2 separate regions of the Muntiacus reevesi genome follow, and region 1 is linked to region 2. A link is a contact called in public Hi-C data. All regions are on one chromosome and are shown on one strand. The core of a region is the stretch at or near the end of the contact, and the rest is flanking DNA. Distances in the headings are between cores, read along the strand shown.

Region 1 (4,451 bases), core at 1,825-4,324, 320 kb before region 2:
CCCATGAAGGTGCATCAGACACAAGTGGGAGGATTCAGAGTCAATGGGGTCACTGAGAATTCTTAAACAAGGAAACATTCAAGTAAAAGGAGCCATCACTCACCAACAAGGCCACACAGGTGCTGGATGAGAGGGGCTAAAGAACAAAAGACAACAGTTATCGAACAGAAGTCACAACGTGAGAGTCTTGCCTGAGCCCACACATATCCATCCAAACCTCAAACCACCATGCTCACAGGCCCTGCAATCACCAACACCCACAGCCCCTCAAACACAGGTTCCAAAGACCGCCTCAATCACACTAACTGACCACCTGAGAATTCCCCTGCCCCAATAACTGAACACACAACCATTGACCCCAACGTGTCCACCATCCCTCTAGGGTGTCTGGGCCATCAATTCCACACACACTGTGGGTCCCCAACAGTCTTCTAGCAAAGCTCCCAATCACCAAACATCAGTGACAAAACCAATCCACAGAAGCATGTGAATCAATGAATCCCAAAGTCTCTCGCCACAGCCCGATCCCCAATCAGACAGCACAGAACCCTTTGTTCCTGGTCATAGCAGGCTCTCCCTCACTCAGCCCTGCACATAGCCACATGTATCCCCAACAGACCCCTTAGTTGACTACAACCCCAGAGCCACTTACCTCCAATTCCCACAGGTTTCTCAATGCCACCAAGGAACCCCACCACTGGCTCCTCCAAACCCCACTCAACAATCTCCAGTCTACTCGTTGACTAGAAACTGTCACTGGAATCTCACATGCTGAGTCCCAAAGGACACCTGCAGACCTCCCATCACTCCCTTCTATGGGTACCCACCCACTCACCTTCACAGGTGCCCCATCATTGCTTGCACAGAGTCCCCTGCAGGCTCGCTATCTCCCATCACCACCTACCACCTAAACGAGCCCCCATCACTAAACCCCCAGTGGTCCTCAGCCCCTCATCACATAGAGCTGCCAGCCACTCACCTCCTTGATATCCACTCTCTAGTCCACCCTGTGCTCACCCACCACTTGCTGACGACCCCACAGTTCATCACTCTGCAAGGGCCTCCAGCACCACACAAACACCAACACCCCCAGCCCCTCCAACAATGCCAAATACCACCCCCGTTTTCCACTCACTCATAACCCCCAACAGGCCACCCATCAACTTAAGCGCAGACCTCCAACACTGAGACACAGCCTCCAACCTGACATCTCAGTCACCAGATCCCCAAACACGGACCCAGACAACTCACCAGCCCAGGCCACCCTAGTCACTCCCCTCCACTGAAAAAGCTACCACTAAACTGTCAGGTCAAAACAAATGCAGGGCTTCCCTGGGGGTCCAGTGGTTAAGAGTCTGCCTTGCAATTCAGGGGACACCAGCTCAATCCCTGGTGGGGAAAGATCCCAGATGCCTCAGGGCAACTAAGCCCATACACTGCAACTAATGAAGCATGTGCTCTAGAGTCCAGGCTCCACAACAAGACAAGCCACCACAAGGAAAAACCTGAGCACAACCGAAGAGCAGCTCCCACTCGCCACAACTAGAGAAAGCCTGCATGCAGCAACGAAGACCCAGCACAGCCAAAATAAATAAGTGAATCTTTTAAAAAATGCAGACTTGGCAAAGAAATATTTCACTCCAAGAATTTATTAGCTTGGGTGGTGCGGGGTGCTGAAGTAGGGAGAATGCTGTGGCCCTAAGAGGTAGAAGCATCTCGGCAAGTTGTCAGGATGCTGGATCAAAGGGCAGGGTGACCAGATGGCAGACCACAGGACATTTCACCAGAGGCTGGCCACTTCTCTGTGGGGATGGAGGGGGGTGCGGGCGGTGAGTCAGGGCTGTAAGGCTGCTCAAGCTGCAGCGCACCAAAGTTCAGGAAACTGCAGGAGGAAGAGAAGCTGAACCAAAGTTTGGTTAATAAGTGCTTTGATGGGTGAGGAAAAACAATTCAGCTACTCATTGATGAGGTAAAGGATGAGAGGAGTTGGTATCATATTTATCTATGGCCTTGTCACCGGTAAACAAGGGAGCCCTGTGGAGGGAACAGGGTTCTTTGCAAGAAGGTGTTTCCTTGAAACCTGGAGAGGGGGACACTTCTTAAGCTTCCTGTTTTCCAGGAGCACACGGAACAAAGTCTAACACTGCAGCAACCAACAGACCTGTCAACGAAATCCTCAGTTCAACCACTCGGAGCCCTCTAAACGCTGCCCAAACAGACTCCCCTGAAGGGCCTTATCATTCATCCCTTTGGGTCCAGTCCCCAATCCAAGGCACCCATATCATGAATCACTAGAGCCTTAACTATTCCTACAAACCCTCAATCCACTTCCCCAGTGCACAATGAATGACTCCATGCTGCCCTTCATTCACTCCGGAGGGTGACCTCTGGGCTCCCTCTCTCCCAGCTCCTAATGTCGCCACCCCACAAGGCTAACCACTCCCCCCTCAAAAAAAAATCCTTCTCTCCACTGGTTTCACAACAATTCACGCCTCCCTAACCCCAATTATTGATTTCCACAGACATTCCAATATCTCAACCCTCAAGTGACCCCCAAATTAATCAGCTTCACGGTCTCCTTCACAGTCCCTTCAACGCCCACCACCACCGGAGGCCTCGCCCGGACCCCCAAATCTCCCTCCAGACTCCCACACCACCGCCACCTACACCCAGCCCTACAGACCCCAGTCCTCCAAACGCTGCCCCTCATCCCGCTCCCTCCCGCCTCCGCGCAGTTCTGCCACCTCTAGACCTTACCCCGCGCCCCACTCCGAGCCGCCCTATGCCCCTCCCCCACAGCCTCACCCCCCAACGTACCCCCGCACCTGGACCGGAATCGACGCCTGCGCAACAGGACAGTCCTTCCCAGCCTCCCCCCGTACCCGGCTCCGGAGCTGGTTCGTACACACGCCGGCGTCGCCCCAAGCCGGTCCGCGCCGAGGTCACTACACAGCCCCAGTAGGACGCAGAGGCCACCAACAGCCCGCTGTCCCGCCCCCCACACCCTTACCCCTCTGGTCCACAGTGCCGAGGCAGACGCGGCTGGGCCTCGGAAGTGTCCACGCAGAACTACATTTCCCAGAGTCCCACTCGCTTTAGAACTACATTTCCCAGAGGGGCTTGCGGCGCGCCTCCCTGAGGGACAGGTGTGAGGTTTCCAGTTGCAAAATGCTCTGTGGCTCGGCTGTGGGATACAGGGGGCGCTTCCGTCTTGTAATCTGCGCACCATCCTTTTCATTTTTTGATCATGCGTGAGTGTTACGACGCTTCAATCATGTCTCTTTGTGACCCCATGGTCTTTAGCCTACCAGTCTCCTCCATCCATGGAATTCTCTGGGCAAGAACACTGAAGTGGGTTGCTATTTCTTTCTCCAATGCATGAAAGTGAAAAGGGAAAGTGAAGTCGCTCAGTCCTGTCGGACTCTTAGCGACCCCATGGACAGCAGCCTACCAGGCTTTTCCGTCCCTGGGATTTTCCAGGCAAGAGTGCTGGAGTGGGTTGCCATTGCCTTCTCCATTGGTTGTTTTAGGTACAGTTAATCTTCAGTTTCAGGGTACATTTGTTCCCATTTCTTTGAGGCCAGTTCTCAGAACTGTGGCAACAGGACCTATTATGTTGTGGATACAATCTGGTCATCATGTAGTTAGCCTCTTCACCCTGGTGTTCTTGGTATCTATAAGACTGCTCCCAGGATGTGACTCAGAATATTATCTATAGCCCTTGAGAAAGAACTGAAGGTCCTTGACTATGCTTAATGACTATATTATTATTATTTGATCTCCTTTGACTGTTTTCCTTTATTTCTGTATTTCTCATTTCTCCAATTAAACTTATTCTTTGACTAAAGTTTTCCACAGACAAAAGGCAGGCAGAGAACATGGTGGGTAGGGACCATAGGGTCCTGTTCCATCTCAAAACCACAGAAAGAGAATGGCAGATCAGCGGGGCTGAGACTGAGAAGAAATTGTTATGAAAAAGACAATTTTTAAAATGGAGAAATAATTTTTCTAGGCATATTCCATATAAATCAACCAGCCAATTCAATATCTAAAAGAATCTGTTTCCAAGACTGGGAATAAAGTAAATAGGAGCACTTTTTTACCCAAAGCTTACAACTTAAGTAGAAAAAATAATAATAATAATAAAGATATGCAAGGAGGAAACAAAGAATGACATGTGCTATAAAGGCCATAAGCATAACTTATATGGTTCAGATTACAAGTCCTATCAAAGTTCATAAATATGGTGAGATCAAAATTCACTGAAGTAGGCAAAAATGAATTTGGAGGCTTTGCAATATGACTTGAGCATTGAAAATGTGACACAGTGTTTCCTCATGCTGTGACTGACTGTCCCAGGGTGAATTTGTGTATCAGGGAAGTCAGTAATTCTAGAAATAGAGGACCTAAGAAATTTTACTTTTGCCTGCCTTATATCCATTCCCTTTCTT
Region 2 (4,895 bases), core at 1,749-4,248:
CACCAGTCCAGGTTGGATGCATGAGACAAGTGCTCGGGCCTGGTGCACTGGGAGGACCCAGAGGGATCGGGTGGAGAGGGAGGTGGGAGGGGGATCGGGATGGGGAATACATGTAAATCCATGGCTGATTCATGTCAATGTATGACAAAAACCACTACAATATTGTAAAGTAATTAGCCTCCAACTAATAAAAATAAATGAAAAAACAACAACAAAAATGTGTTCAGTTTCATTTCAAAGGCCAAGTTAATGTGTCCAGAATTGGCTGATCAGATGAAAAACCACCTTCTTCTGAAAAAATGTCAACAGTGGTGAGACATCACTGGCAGCCCTGAGAAGGGGTCAAAGGGCAGATTGTTTCCCAGGAATAGGGAAGTCAGCACCCCAAGTTATGTGTCCTCTTTTAACACAAAATCAGTGGGGCAACTTTTGCCAGGAGATACAAGTCCCCCTCAACAGAACAAAGCATAAGCTTTGCCACCTCCCAAGTTACCTGCTGGCTTCTACATCAGGAACATAAAATCCTTTACGTCTGCCAGCCTTTGATGGGGGGTACCCTGGAATTTCGAGGGTGATTTCTATTGCAGGTGGTAGTCAGTGATCAGGAAGGGGCAGGCGTGAGAGCTTAATTCTGTTTGTTGTCATAAAAAATGGTGGTTTAGCCGCTAAGTTGTGTCCGACTCTTGCGACCCCATGGACTGTGCCCTGCCAGGTTCCTCTGTCCCTAGGATTTTCCAGGAAAGAATACTGGAGTGTGTTGCCATGCCCTTCTCCAGAGGATCTTCCCAGCACAGGGATTGAGCCCAGGTCTCCTGTGCTGCAAGCAGATTCTTTACCAATTGAGCTACCAGGGAAGCCCAATACATCTATAACTGATCTAGACAGTCTGAAGCTGTGCTGTGCTTAGTCGCTCAGTTGTCTCGGATTCTTTGCAACCCCATGGACTGTAGCCCACCAGGCTCCTCTGCCCATGGGGATTCTCCAGGCAAGAATACTGGAGTGGGTTGCCATGCCCTTTGCCAGGGAATCTTCCCAACACAGGGATCGAGCCCAGGTCTCCTGCACTGCAGGTAGATTCTTTACCATCTGAGCCACCAGGAAAGCCCAAGAACACTGAAGTGGGTAGCCTATCCCTTCTCCAGGGGATCTTCCCAATCCAAGAATTGAAACTGGGTCTCCTGCATTGCAGGCAGATTCTTCACCAGCTGAGCTATCAGGGAAGCCCCAGACAGTATGATAAGCTGCCACCATTTGTAATAGACTGCAGCCCCAAAGACTAATGTCCTTAATCTGTCGGTCTACTCTTCAAAGTGACAGATCAGACAACTACACCACTGGCAACAATTTGAGGATCAAAAAAATCAAGGTGAAAAAAAAAATCAAAGTGAGTATTGGCCAGAGCTCTAAGAACAGTCTTCAGTTCTGGCCATTAAGTAGAGTATGACTGCTTTCGTTATCTACATAGCTGGTGAGCCACTAGGACCTGCTCAACACCAAAACCAAACCATGAGTGAGTTAAGTCCAGACTTTAAGAGAATGTCTGTGAATCAAGGACCCTATTGACCCAGTGAATTTGCTTGAGGTGAAAGGGGTTGGGGGTGGGGCGGGGGGGAAGAGCAGAGAGGATAAGGTTTCAACCTGACAGCAGCTGCCAGTTCTTGTAAAGCCAAGTTGCTGCTGGAGCTAGACCAGCCATGTTATGGAGTATGGTATTTTCACTTGAACAAAAAGGCCTGATTAGCCTCTCAATAGTGTCTCCAATACCCCAAATGTCCAATAGGGTGCTGTGATCTGATTCTCTTCCATCTAAAAGAGGAATTTTCAATTCTGGCCTTTCCTACGTACTGAATCTGAGACTAACAGGAGAGATGCACTTTTTTTTACCACTAGCTGCCATGGGACTTTAGCCTGAGTTGGCTCACTGTCCCCGAGGTTCACAAAACTGTCACCCATGAAGAGTGGGTTTTTCCTTTGGCTCAGCTTCATCCCGGTTCTATGAAAGGTCTGCCTTGTGTAGACTGAAAAAAGCCCTCAAAGAACTCCCGATGCCAGGCTAAGCCCTGGTTCAGAGAACGAGTGCAGTAGCCTAAGTCCCCCCCCAAATAATACTGAGAAACAGTCTCAGAGAAAAAATATTTGCATTTTCTTATTTGAAGGGGAAAATGTAATGAACGAAAACGGTAAAAACTACAAATGATGTAAGATGGCTCCCTCACTCCCGTGACTGCTCCTCTTTCTTCACAAGGCATTTCCTGTCCTTTCACATTGTTTTTGTGAGCCTATGGACCCATTTATTCTTACACAAACGGGTGGCTACTTCCCTGTAGACGTCCTGGTCGGTCAGACGTGGCCTCGCTGCTCTGAACCACTCGGCCCGAGACCGCACGGTCGGCTCCCAGGACTCGGCACCTTCACTCTCACGCGCCCAGCACGGACGATCCCGGGTCATTCTCCTTTGGAACACTCACCGCAGCGCCACCAGATCCCAAAAGGCGGAATCGCCCGAGTCCAGGAAACGTCCGTTTAAAACGGAAAGACAGTATCACCGCCTCCAAGAGGTGCCGACCAATGCGGAGATGCTCGCGCTTTCCAGAGCTCTCCCAGGGTACTATCAACTTTCCGATCGCCGGAAACCTGGCTTTGGAAGATTTCAACTTGCATGTACCTCGTCAGATGTAAGGCAGACCGTCGCTTCGCACTTCTAAAAGCCATCTACACTTCCAACGCAGCTTTGGGAATTTGCTTCGATGCCCAATGTTCGTTACTCTGTCCCTTTTGCGCGGACTTAACATGAGGCTGACCTCAGCTACTTCCGAGATCCGCGAACACCAAGTCATCCCGGCCAGCCTCAAAGATGGCATCCAAGCCCACAGCCTATCCTCTGCGCACGCTCGGCTAGCCTCCACGTGTCCACTCTCGATGCCCGTCCCCTAGGTTCCACTCTAGCCGCCGTGTTCAGTGGTTGCCACTGCCCGCCAATCGCAGGGCAAGGACGCCGCCGGCCCCGCCCAGTGGATCAGCTGAGGGATCTGCGATGTCTGTTGACAGCAGCGGTGGCTGCGCGGCCGGTTCCGGGTTCGGCGCGGGGCGGGGGGTAAGCTGGCGACGGGCGCGGGCGTCCGGCGGGACGCTGGGGAGGCTCGCGGCGCGGGCCGCAGCGGCGGGGCGCGGGCGCCGAGGAGGAGCGGCAGGCCGCAGCCTCTGCCCTTGCGGTCCGGGTCTCACCCGACGTTTCCGGGTCTCGTCAGATGTGAATCCGATGGAGCGGCCGGGGGAAGGCGAGCAGCCGCCCCAGCAGCAGCCTTGGGGGAGGCTTCTTCGCCTGGGCGCCGAGGAGGGCGAGCCGCACGTCCTCCTGAGGAAACGGGAGTGGACCATCGGGCGAAGAAGAGGTGCGCGGCGGCGAGCGGGCATGGGAAACGTGGGACGGGCGGGGGACAAGCCTGGGGATGGGTCGGCACGGGGGCGGGGACCAGGGACCCGGGATGGGGGTGGGGGACGGGGACCGAAGGACAGAACCCGGGGGCTGAGAGCGGAAGCCTGGTGATAGGAGCAGGGCGAGACCGGGCCCACCAGGCTATGGGAGGCCCCTGGGCGGGGCGCATTCTGCCGTCCAGTTTTTCCAGTGGAATGGGCTTTCGTGTAACAGCTGCCGTGTATTCACTTAATGGTCTGCCCAGTCACTTCTGAGTGCTTCATTCAGGTTATTTAATCCTCCCTACAAATTTATGAAGTAGATATAATAATTTATCCCCGGGAATGCAATCTTCTCAAGTTTATTACTCAAGTTTATTACCAAAGCATCTTCTCTAACCTTAATAGAAACGAAATTAGAAAGCAAAGCAGAAGGAGCGCTGGAAAATCCACAGATATGTGGAAATTAAATAACATTCTTAAAGAAGGGTCTAAGAAGAAATCAAAAGGGAAATTAGAAAATATTTTGACGTAAGTAAAAATATCATATGTGAAAATCGCTCAGTCGTGTCCAACTCTTTGCGACCCCATGGACTATATGCATGCATGCTAAGTTGCCTCAGTCGTGTCCGACTCTGTGCGACCCTATGGACAGCAGCCCACCAGGCTCCTCCATCTACAGGATTCTCCAGGCAAGAATAATGGAGTGGGTAGCCTTTCCCTTCTCCAAGGGATCTTCCCAACCCAGGGATCAAACCCAGATCTCCCGCATTGCAGGAGGATTCTTTACCAGCTGAGCTATCAGGGAAGCCCCAAACTATAATGTACCAAAACTTAGGGGATGCAGATAAGCAGTGCTTATCTGTAAACCACTGTGCATAGCTCTAAACCACTACATTAAAAAGGACCTCAAGACCCAGCTCTTAGAACAGAGTTGCTCAATTATTTGTTGACTTAATGAAAGGGGAAGCTAAGGACTTGAAGAAAGTCACACAGGTAGTGAGAGGAAGAGCCCTCACCCTCGATGCTTACTGCCTCTAGACCTCTGATAAGTTAACCTCCCTTGTAGCTTTCATACTAAGAGTGCAGTGCACCGAGGTCAACAAAAATATTTTGGTTTTATGCAAGTTAATAAATTGTGACTCTGGGACTTCCCTGGTGGTGCAGCATCTGAGACTCCGCACTCCCAATGCAGGGAAACCGGAGTTCCATCCCTTGTCAGGGAGCTAGATCCCACATGCCGCAACTAAGAGTTCACATGATGCAACTTAGACCTGATGCAACCAAATAAATAAATATTTTTTAAAATGAAAATAATACATTGTTATTCTGACTTTATACTTTCAACAAGAGAGAATGAGAAAGATTACTACTTAAAAGCAAGTATTTTTTGGCTTCATTTTACCCATTACGATGTACCTGTACCTGTTTTTCTGTTGGGGTCTTTTGGGAAACAGTCTTAAACTCCAGCATCAAGTTAT

What was found. Hi-C and Micro-C count contacts between places; a contact is called where the count stands out from the background.
Region 1: a contact with region 2 is called in a Hi-C map of muscle, with 6 times the contacts expected there. The contact joins the promoter of ZNF605 here to the promoter of CHFR in region 2. A contact is called at or near these places in 2 of 3 Hi-C or Micro-C datasets (blood and muscle).

Annotation. Positions count from the first base shown.
Region 1 is chr13:29,045,049-29,049,499 of mMunRee1.1, reverse strand. ZNF605 (zinc finger protein 605) reads right to left here and starts at 3,074. Exons shown (of 9, transcript XM_065904058.1): 1 at 3,011-3,074; 2 at 104-136.
Region 2 is chr13:28,726,657-28,731,551 of mMunRee1.1, reverse strand. CHFR (checkpoint with forkhead and ring finger domains) reads left to right here and starts at 2,998. Exons shown (of 14, transcript XM_065904286.1): 1 at 2,998-3,392. The coding sequence starts at 3,035. All of the region lies in intron 3 of FBRSL1 (fibrosin like 1), which reads right to left.